Linked DNA regions of Macaca mulatta: region 1 is linked to region 2. A link is a contact called in public Hi-C data. All regions are on one chromosome and are shown on one strand. The core of a region is the stretch at or near the end of the contact, and the rest is flanking DNA. Distances in the headings are between cores, read along the strand shown.

The links. Hi-C and Micro-C count contacts between places; a contact is called where the count stands out from the background.
Region 1: a Hi-C map of fetal cortex germinal zone shows a contact between it and region 2, with 10 times the contacts expected there. The contact joins the promoter of ROBO2 here to the promoter of ROBO1 in region 2. A contact is called at or near these places in 2 of 14 Hi-C or Micro-C datasets (fetal cortex germinal zone and fetal cortical plate).

The regions. Positions count from the first base shown.
Region 1 is chr2:202,278,710-202,282,895 of T2T-MMU8v2.0, reverse strand. It overlaps ROBO2 (roundabout guidance receptor 2), which reads left to right and starts at 2,761. Exons shown (of 27, transcript XM_077994327.1): 1 at 2,761-3,842. The coding sequence starts at 3,782.
Region 2 is chr2:200,340,539-200,345,063 of T2T-MMU8v2.0, reverse strand. ROBO1 (roundabout guidance receptor 1) reads right to left here and starts at 2,726. Exons shown (of 28, transcript XM_077994323.1): 1 at 1,641-2,726. The coding sequence starts at 1,695.

The DNA.
Region 1 (4,186 bases), core at 1,512-4,011, 1.9 Mb before region 2:
GTGCCTTTGTTCTTTCCCAATTAATGTTGTCCATAACAAATTTCTGATGGTGACTCGTTACTGTTGCTAATTTAGTGTGAGACGTTTGGTCATAATCCTAAACCATCATTTGGGATGAAATTCTTATAAAATAATGTTTTTTTAGTCACATTTCATATCAAATGAGACACTGACAAAGCTTTCTTTTAAAAAATCAGTTACAAACTTGACTGCAAGAAAAGCAGAAAACATGGATTCCAAAATGTTTTGGTAAAGGCATTATTCCATAAGGTAGCTAGTGTATGGCAAGCAACAACAACAAAAAACATTTAAAAAATGGCACCAGTCTAAAATCATTGGTTTGCTTTGTCACTTTTAGTAGGTAGTTATGAATGCAAAATGTTGATGCCCAGTACAAAATGCCAATATAACCAAACGGATTTCCCTCATACAAAGCTCTTCTCTGTATGATGTAGTTTGTCATACCCTACGCAAGGATAACTTTTTGTGAGTAAGGCAACATTTTCTGCCCTAGAGGACAATGGCAACTGTGGTAGGTTGATTTCCCCCAATCTATCCCTTCTGTTTCCCACACACACTCTTTCTGCCTCTGAGTGATTTTATAGGTTACTTAAGGAAAGGCATTTACAGATGGTGAGTCTATCAAGTATAAAATAGAATCTATATTTTGCCTGATAAATAAATAGTCATGAGAAAACACTTCTAGTTGAAATCCTCCAATGTATTCCTTTCTGTGAACCATCTTAAAATTAAAGGTCTTATAAGTCTAGATGATGTGTGAATTCCTGCATTATTAGGAAGGCTCTATTTTCAGAATATCTTAAAAATTTCACCCGCATAAGGAAATTTGCCCGAGATAAGCTGGTGGTGTATATTATTTGGAGACATGAGCTAGACATTGTAATCTTGAACTGGGTAAACCAAGCCCAAGTGTTTAAAATGAAAGTTTTCAAGAATTTTAATTACTTTCCTGTTCCAGAGATAAAAGAGATGTTAATAGTGCACTTTTGGATTTTTCTAAACCACAGTATTATCCGATTTATTGGACCTTTGGGGTGGTGGGGAGTGAACAAGTTTCTCCTTAATAGTTAAGCCTTTTTTCATGGGGTGCTGAAACAATAGCACATTCAGAATTATTACCGTGAGAATTCAAGTGATTCAACTTTAACAACCGAATGCACTTTTTTTCTTCACAAGTAAATACTGTAGATTAAAAGTGTGCTGAAATTACTCTTAATGCTTTAGCAAGAAGAGTGGTTGTTTCATTCTTTGGCAAGACTCTTTCATTACCGTAATTTTCAAGCGTGCTGAGGTGTCCTAATGTCTCTTCTAATTGCTTGAATGTCGCTGACCTTTTTTTAAAACTACACACAGCGCCCATAATATGCAAGGGAGGCCTAAATTAAGTAGCAGCACCAAAATGCATCCACCAAACAAAGGCTCCTCCTCAAGGGGCCCCTTACGGAGAGAATCTTTCCCGATATTTTCCAGTAGGGGGAACTAGAGACTCACCATCAGCATTTAGCTCGGCTCAGGGACCCGCGTGCGTTCCTCTAAGCCGCCTTCTAATCATCTGAACAGGCATCAAACAGCTACCAGCCAGCCTGTGATCACACGTGGGCCCGGCCACACCGGGGCACCGCCGACGCTGGCATCCCTGTGATCTCACGCGACCTTCCTTAATCATCCCCGGTCCTGAATGGCATCACTTGGTAGCCTTGGCCTTAACGTTCAGGGTTTCGTCGTCTTTGGGCTGAAATTCGGCTTCTTTTGGAGCTTCCATGAGCTCAGCTGGGTTTTCAGCTTCCACACCCAGAGCCTGCGTTTTCCGAATGTCCTTCTGGAGGTGCGGTCTCTGGAGGGGAGAGACTTCGGGACCCCCGCCCCAGGCTCTGGGATCCCCGCTCCCCTGCTTTGCACCTTCTGCGGAACTCCCTCGCGCTGCGCGATCGCGCATCAAACTCATCTTCGAGGGGTCACAAGGCAACTGAGTAACCCAAGGGGGGTGCCACCCCTTCCTCCCCCTCCGCCCCTTGGGGATGCCGCAGGGGGCCGTAGATCTTGGCTAAAATGAGCCGCCGGAGGTTACTGATTTCTGCCCCCCTCCCTTTTCCCCCTTGTGCTTTTTAACCGTATAGGAAGCATCTATCCACCACCTTCCAGTCCAAAAGGTCTTATATTGCGTTTCCTTCCCTTGCCTTCCTCCTCCTCGGCTTCTCACGTGGCTCAAAGGTGAAGAGTGTGTGTGATTTTGACGGGTAATGAGGCTGCGCCCCGGGTCCCGGAGGGTGAGCTCCTTCAAGACCGCGCCGCAGCTCCGGAGACGGAGCGATGAATAATTAGGCCGGGCTTCCGTGAAATCGCTCACCGAGAAAATTACCTGCCCATTAAACGGGACGCGGCGAGGAGCAGGCGCTGGAGCCCACCTCTGCCCTCCCGAGGCGGGAAGGAGGGGCACGCGGGGCGCGGAGAAGGGGACGGAGTGGACCCGGGCCTCGGCGCTGGGCAGCCGGCCGGGCCCCCGCATTGGTCCGTCTCGGTCCGCCGGGACTCTCCGGTCTCCGGGACCCTCCGGCTCCCCAGCGGGCAGGCGCCCCCGCGTGGGCGGGCGGGCGGCGGAGTCTGCGGGCGGCGGACGGGGTCTGGAGGTGGAGGCTCCGCGCCCCCGCCGCCCCCGCCCCTCCCCGGGGCAGACTCCGAGCCGCGTTCGTTCCTCCCCGCCCCTCCCGCCTCCTCGCCTTCCCTCCTCCGAGTGCTTCCACCCGCGGCAGCTGCCGGAGGAGGCGGACGCTCCGGGCCGGGCTGCCGGAGCAGCGGCGGGGACCGGATCGCGGGGACCGGCGGCTGCACCGGGCGAGCGGCTGGACCGCCCTGGCGCTGGGCTGAGCGCTGCCTGTCTCCGCCGCTCCCGGGCTGGGCTCACACGCCCGGCTCTGCCCGCGCCCGCAGCCGCCGGGTGCACCTCGCTCAGCGGCGGCCCCGCGGGGTGGCTGCAGCCTCAGCCTCCGCCTCCGCCCCCGCCCGGCCCCTCCCTCCCTCGCTGGCTGCTTCCCTCGCTCGCTCCCTCCCCGCCTCCTCCCGCAGCCCCACCACGTAGGAGTTCGGATTCTCCACCCGAATCGTCCTGATTTCCCTTTGCCTCTCTTTTGGAAACGAGAGAGGTGGAGGGAGGCCACCAGGCTGCAAAGGAGAGAGAGGCCCGCCAAGTCTGCCCGCCTGCAAAGTGTTGCTTTGACACATCCTCATTATGGAAGTTAAGTAAAAATATATACATATTAAAAAATAACTCCGGACGTGGATTGCTACGGAGAAGGAAACCGGGGGAAAGAAAACCAGTAGGCAGGCCCATGGTTTTTCGGCAGCGTGCTGGCAAGTTTGTGGAACACTTTCTAGGAATTAGGTCTTTTCCTCCCCCTTCATCATCTTGACTTCTGAAGAAAGAACTTGGCTTTGGCTTGCAGTGGAGCCTAAGGAGAGAGGGTTAGACACACTTGAATCATCCCTCTGGCTGGGCTGCATTTGCGGGAATTTAGGAAGCCAGAGTGTTGGAAATACAGCAGCCTTCGAAGTGCCCTCTGTTAATTTGGATGGATCTAAACGTGCCCCGTTCAAGACCTTTCCACCGGCCCCTTCTGATCTTGCGATTTGCTCTTCTTGACTTTAATTAGTATCTAGGAAAGTCTAAAGTTTGGACCTACCTCTTTTTTTGATACTTATTTTTGTACTTTTGCTCTCTGGGATTGGTTTCTTAAACAATCTGGATCCTTTTTAATATGTCAAAATGAGTCTGCTGATGTTTACACAACTAATGCTCTGTGGATTTTTATATGTTCGGGTTGATGGTAAGTTAAAAATGCTTTTATCTTTTTTTTTTGCGCCCCAATCCCCCAAAACCATTTCTTTTAGAATTTGATGTGGGTTATAGATGAAATGACAGTATGTCTGTTTGTCCGTTTTGGCCAGGCACGGGCTCCTTGGGGGCAGAGGTTTTCTTTAAGTCTTTTGTTTCTAAACTGCTGCAAGTGGAACATGTTGGTAGTCACCTATTGTTGTTCTTGTTGTTGTAATTTACTTAATTAATTAAGGAGTTGGGTAATAAATGATGCTTTCCCAGTTTTCTTAGAAAAAGAAATATTACAGTACATCTCCTGAAAGAGCCTAATACTATTGTGCCTGCTCTCTGTTT
Region 2 (4,525 bases), core at 1,477-3,976:
ACCAGAAAGGTGAATCAACAGAAATCTCAAAGGTATCTGAAGCTGTAAATTAAACTAGGGAGAGACACAGCCAAGAGAGGCAAATAGAGAGATCAGATTTTAATGTTTTTGATTTGCATCCACAGCTAGGTGTGGGGGATTGGAGGGACTATTCAATCACTTCGATAGGCAAACTAAGGAAAACTAAGGCGTTACGGAAGGAGAAGCTGGAAATGGGGAATGCCAACCCCAAGGAGTTAGTCTACTCATCCCTCCACTGTGACATACATGAGACACACCAGGTTGAAACTTCACTTTGTTTTCTTTAAAGGAGAAACAATTTAATAATTTTTAAAATGTACTTTAGTTGCAAATCTTCCTTGTAACTTTCAGCCAGCAAGCACAATTCATAGGCTAAAATTATTTTAGGAGTTTATTCGGTATCATTTAGCTGACATATGTGGTTTATTTATTTATTTCCACTCTGCCCCCCCCCCCCCCTTTTTCTTACTCTGTTAACTATCTGCCTTAAGTAAAATCCCCGGTCAAAACATAAATGATAACCATAGACCACAAAAGCTCAAACTAACCTTTAAAATCGTTTCATAATTGTGCAAACTGAGTGACTCTTACCGATAAGCCCTGATGCAACTTGAAGCTCAGTATGAGAATGTGACTATAAAAATTCCGAGGTCCAGTGTGTATGTGTGTGTGTGCGTGCGTGTGTGTGTGCGTGTTTTAAAGCTTGAAATCGGATCCGTGATTGAAACCAGAATCTACCAAAAAGAAAGAAACAAAAGTTGAGTCGTGGCTCAGTTCACCCATAGTAAAAAAGTTTCTTAGGGAGGGTAAAAAAAAAAAACTATTTGCAAGTGTAGATACAGTGTGTCCTCTTAGGTCAGAAGGGCCCCGTTTCAGCATCCTTCCAACACTTCATATGGAATTTCAGTATGATTTAATTAATCCTAAACATCCCAAATTCAGCTGTTTTCTTTCGCCAGTGAGACTTCCCAGGCAACTAACTGTCCCCTTTCCGATGCTGGCAACCGCCTGTTTCCTTCTAAACCCAGCGAGGCAGTGGCTATTTTATATCCTACCTTAAGAAGAAGTTATTTCATGAAGCTTCTTCAGAATCAAATTTAATTACAGACTTTGGTTATATAAAACAACTACTAATAACCCCTTGTGCTCGGAAGAGGAGGGGCTAGAGGAGGACTAGGTTCAGGAATCCTGGCCAGCCTGCGGGCCACAAGCTCCCAGGGCGCACATTTCCCTCCCCAGGGAAGCGGCCGGTGGCTGATACTCACTTCGGCTCATCCTGGGGGCCCCAGCTCCCCGCCAGCCGCGGCCTCCTCCCACCCCAGTGCTTAGACGTGCGTTTGCCCAGAGTAATCTGGGCGTGCCCTGAACTTGGCAAAAGGCCGAGATCTGCAAAGAGTCTTGAGGAGGTTCAGGGGCGGAGGGGAGATTTTGGGGAATGGGAAAAAGAGACAACCCCAAATGTGAACTAGGAACATGTTCGCCTAAAAGTCTTGCAGGAATAGAGCCCCTCCCGCCTTGGGAGGGACGCGTAACCAAAATGCAATTCTGGGTTTGATTGTGAAAAGTGGAGAGAGGGGAACAGGGAGGATCAAGGGTGAAGAAAGAAGACGCGGGGTTACCTGAACAGAGACATATTAATCCAAACAGGTAAAAGTGAGCAGGCTCCGCAATCATTGTCCTCGGGTGGATCCTGCATACAGTCTCATGCCAAGAGGAGAGAGTGGAAATAGGGTCCCCAAATGTATGAAGCCACACACCACACACACCACACACAAAGGCTTAATATAAGCAACGTGGGTCAATTAGCCGGGAGTTTTCAGGGCAATTACTCGTCGACCTTTCTGGACGCTTGTCAGTATCTCAGAGACTTTTGCGGAGGAAGAATTCCAAGGTCTGTCTTCTCCGGCCGCAGGGTTTCCGAGGCGGCTCAGACACTTTCAAGAAGCACCATCCAAAGCGAACAACAAAGAGCCGAAGCAGAAGCGCAGTCGCGCCGCTTCCTGCCTCCGCGGTCGGGCCGAGCCTCCCGGCGTGCGCCCCCCCAGAGTGCGGCCGGGGCAGGCGCGGCGCGGCGCGGGCGGGCGCGGGGCGGCGGCGGCCAAGCTGGGGTGTGAGAGCGGATCCGGCAGGGCCGAAAAGTGCGGCTCCGTCTCCCCGCGAGCCCAGTCAGCGGCGGGCCACGCGCGGCGGCGGCGACGGCAGCCAAAGGAGCAGCAGCAGCAGCTCCGGAGGACGGGCTCGGGGTGCCGGGAGTGTGACTGGGTGACTCCGCGCGCAGGGGGCGAGCGAGGGGGCGGTGCGGCGACAGCGGCGGCCTGGGCGGGCCCTTGTTCCCATCACTTGCGGGATGCGGAGGGTACTGGAGGCGGCGGCAGGAGCGCGGACCCTCGCACGTCTTCCGGGCGCCCCCAGCCCCGCGCGGCGCCCAACATCGCCCCCGGCCCCTCGCCGGCTGGGGCGCTCGCAGGCGCCCCTGAACTACGCAGAAGCCCAAACTTCCCGGGGGTAGCTGCCTGCACCCCTGGCTCGTGGAAGCTGCAGAGGCAGCGCCCGGCTCTCCCCGGGGCGGCAGAGAACGGCAGGGAGGATGCTGCTGCGGGTGGGAGAGACGGCCGCCGCGGCTCCCCCGGCTCCTCCCGGATCAGCGGCGTCTGAAGTTTCTGCTCTCACGCTGCCTCCGCTCCAGCTCAGTTGCTTGTGGGTTTCCCCGAGTCCCGGCGGCTCCCGGTTTCCTCCCTCTCCTCCCCGGCCCCAGAATACTTAAAGGGGCCGCGTGGTCCTTGCTGCGCTTCCCTCTACTCTCCAGGCGCGGGTCAGGCAAGTTCTGCTCCTCAGTATTTCCATCCACAAGCCAGGGGTGCCCAATGGCGCCCTCAGGTGAGAATCCAATTGCTCAGAATCGGAAATCCAGGCGAATGAGAACCTGTCTTGTTTCTCTCGCCACCCCTAGCTCCCCTGCACCTTTCTCCAAATGGAACCTCCCAGCCAAAGACTTCAAAAATCCTCCTGGTCCAACTTAACCTCTTCCTTGCCGCTCCCCGGAATTGGAATAGACTCTCAACTCCACTCTCACTTCTCGCCAGTCCCATTAAAAAAAAAAAAAAAAAAAAAAAAAGCAATTTTGAGCAACATGCCTTTAGGACAGTAGGTAAACAGAGAACTATCCAGAACATATCAGTAGATGGGCAGTCTCTACGACCATCCTTTTAAGTTGCAGTTGTGGAAGTCTTGTAGAAAAGATACCCAAATCATAAGGCACAGGGTTGGGCCTTGGGATCATTTCCTCATGTTTCATTTGAAACCCTCTCTTTCAACTTGATAGACTTCACACATTAGAAAGCTAACAATGGGGAAGTTAAAAAAAAAGAGAGAGAGAGAGAGAGAGAGAGAGAGAGAGAGAAACAAATGCAAAGAAACATTCTTAACTAGCTGAGTTTGCAGTTAGGAGAAGCTAGTCAGCATTTCAAAACCAGACACAGGCTTTGACACCCAGTGTGCCCCCTCTTAAATCCCTACCTGCCAGTTACAGCTCTGTGACCAGGTCTGTTTTCTCTTCTCTGTTTCTGTTCTCGAGATATTTTATTGCATTAACAAAAATTACACAAAGCAAAACAAACCTGACACATCTGAAAGGCATTCATTCATTGAGTCAGTCACTTTTCTTTCTTTCTATTAAGTAAAACACAGTGGCCAGGTGCTGTGGCTCACACCCGTAATCCCAGCATTTTGGGAGGCCCAGGGGGGCGGATTACTTAAGGTCGGGAGTTCGAGACTACCCTGACCAATATGGTGAAACCCCGTCTCTACTCAAAATTCAAAAATTAGACGGGCGTGGTGGCGTTCGCCTGTAGCCCCAGCTACTCGGGAGGCTGAGACAGAAGAATTGCTTGAACCCAGGAGGCAGAGGTTGCAATGAACTGACATAACGCCACCGCACTCCAGCCTGGGCAACAGAGCAAGAATCTGTCTTAAATAAACAAATAAATAGACACAGTATGTAAGATACCTAACATGCCGAACCCTGAATAAATGGCAGAATTGTTATCTACAGAGTTGTGTACCATAACTTCCAAAAAACTATTTGGTATCTAGCAGTATATATAAGAAGCTACTTTCGGTGGTTGCCTCTGGAGGAGAGAACTGCACAGTGGATAGGGCAGAGAAGGAGGATTTGCTCTTTTCTACATGGTGGTGTGCTTTTCCATTTCTTTTCAGGTGAGCACATTCATTACCTAATGGAAGATAAAAATTTAAAAGTAAATTGTACATTGATTTTGGTTGCTGCTGGTGCAACCGATGACCTTAGAGCAACATTTTGTGGAAACTCTGATTAACGGCACCTATCTTTGAAAGTGAAAGATAGTTTAATCCTGAGAAAACTGACTATAAATTCAGTAAACAGACTGGAGATAAGAATTCAAAGACTCCAACCAAAATCTTTTCAGCAGTAAAAATATGAACGGGCAGTCAAAGCTGAAAAGCATACATCAGTTTGGTCTTGCTG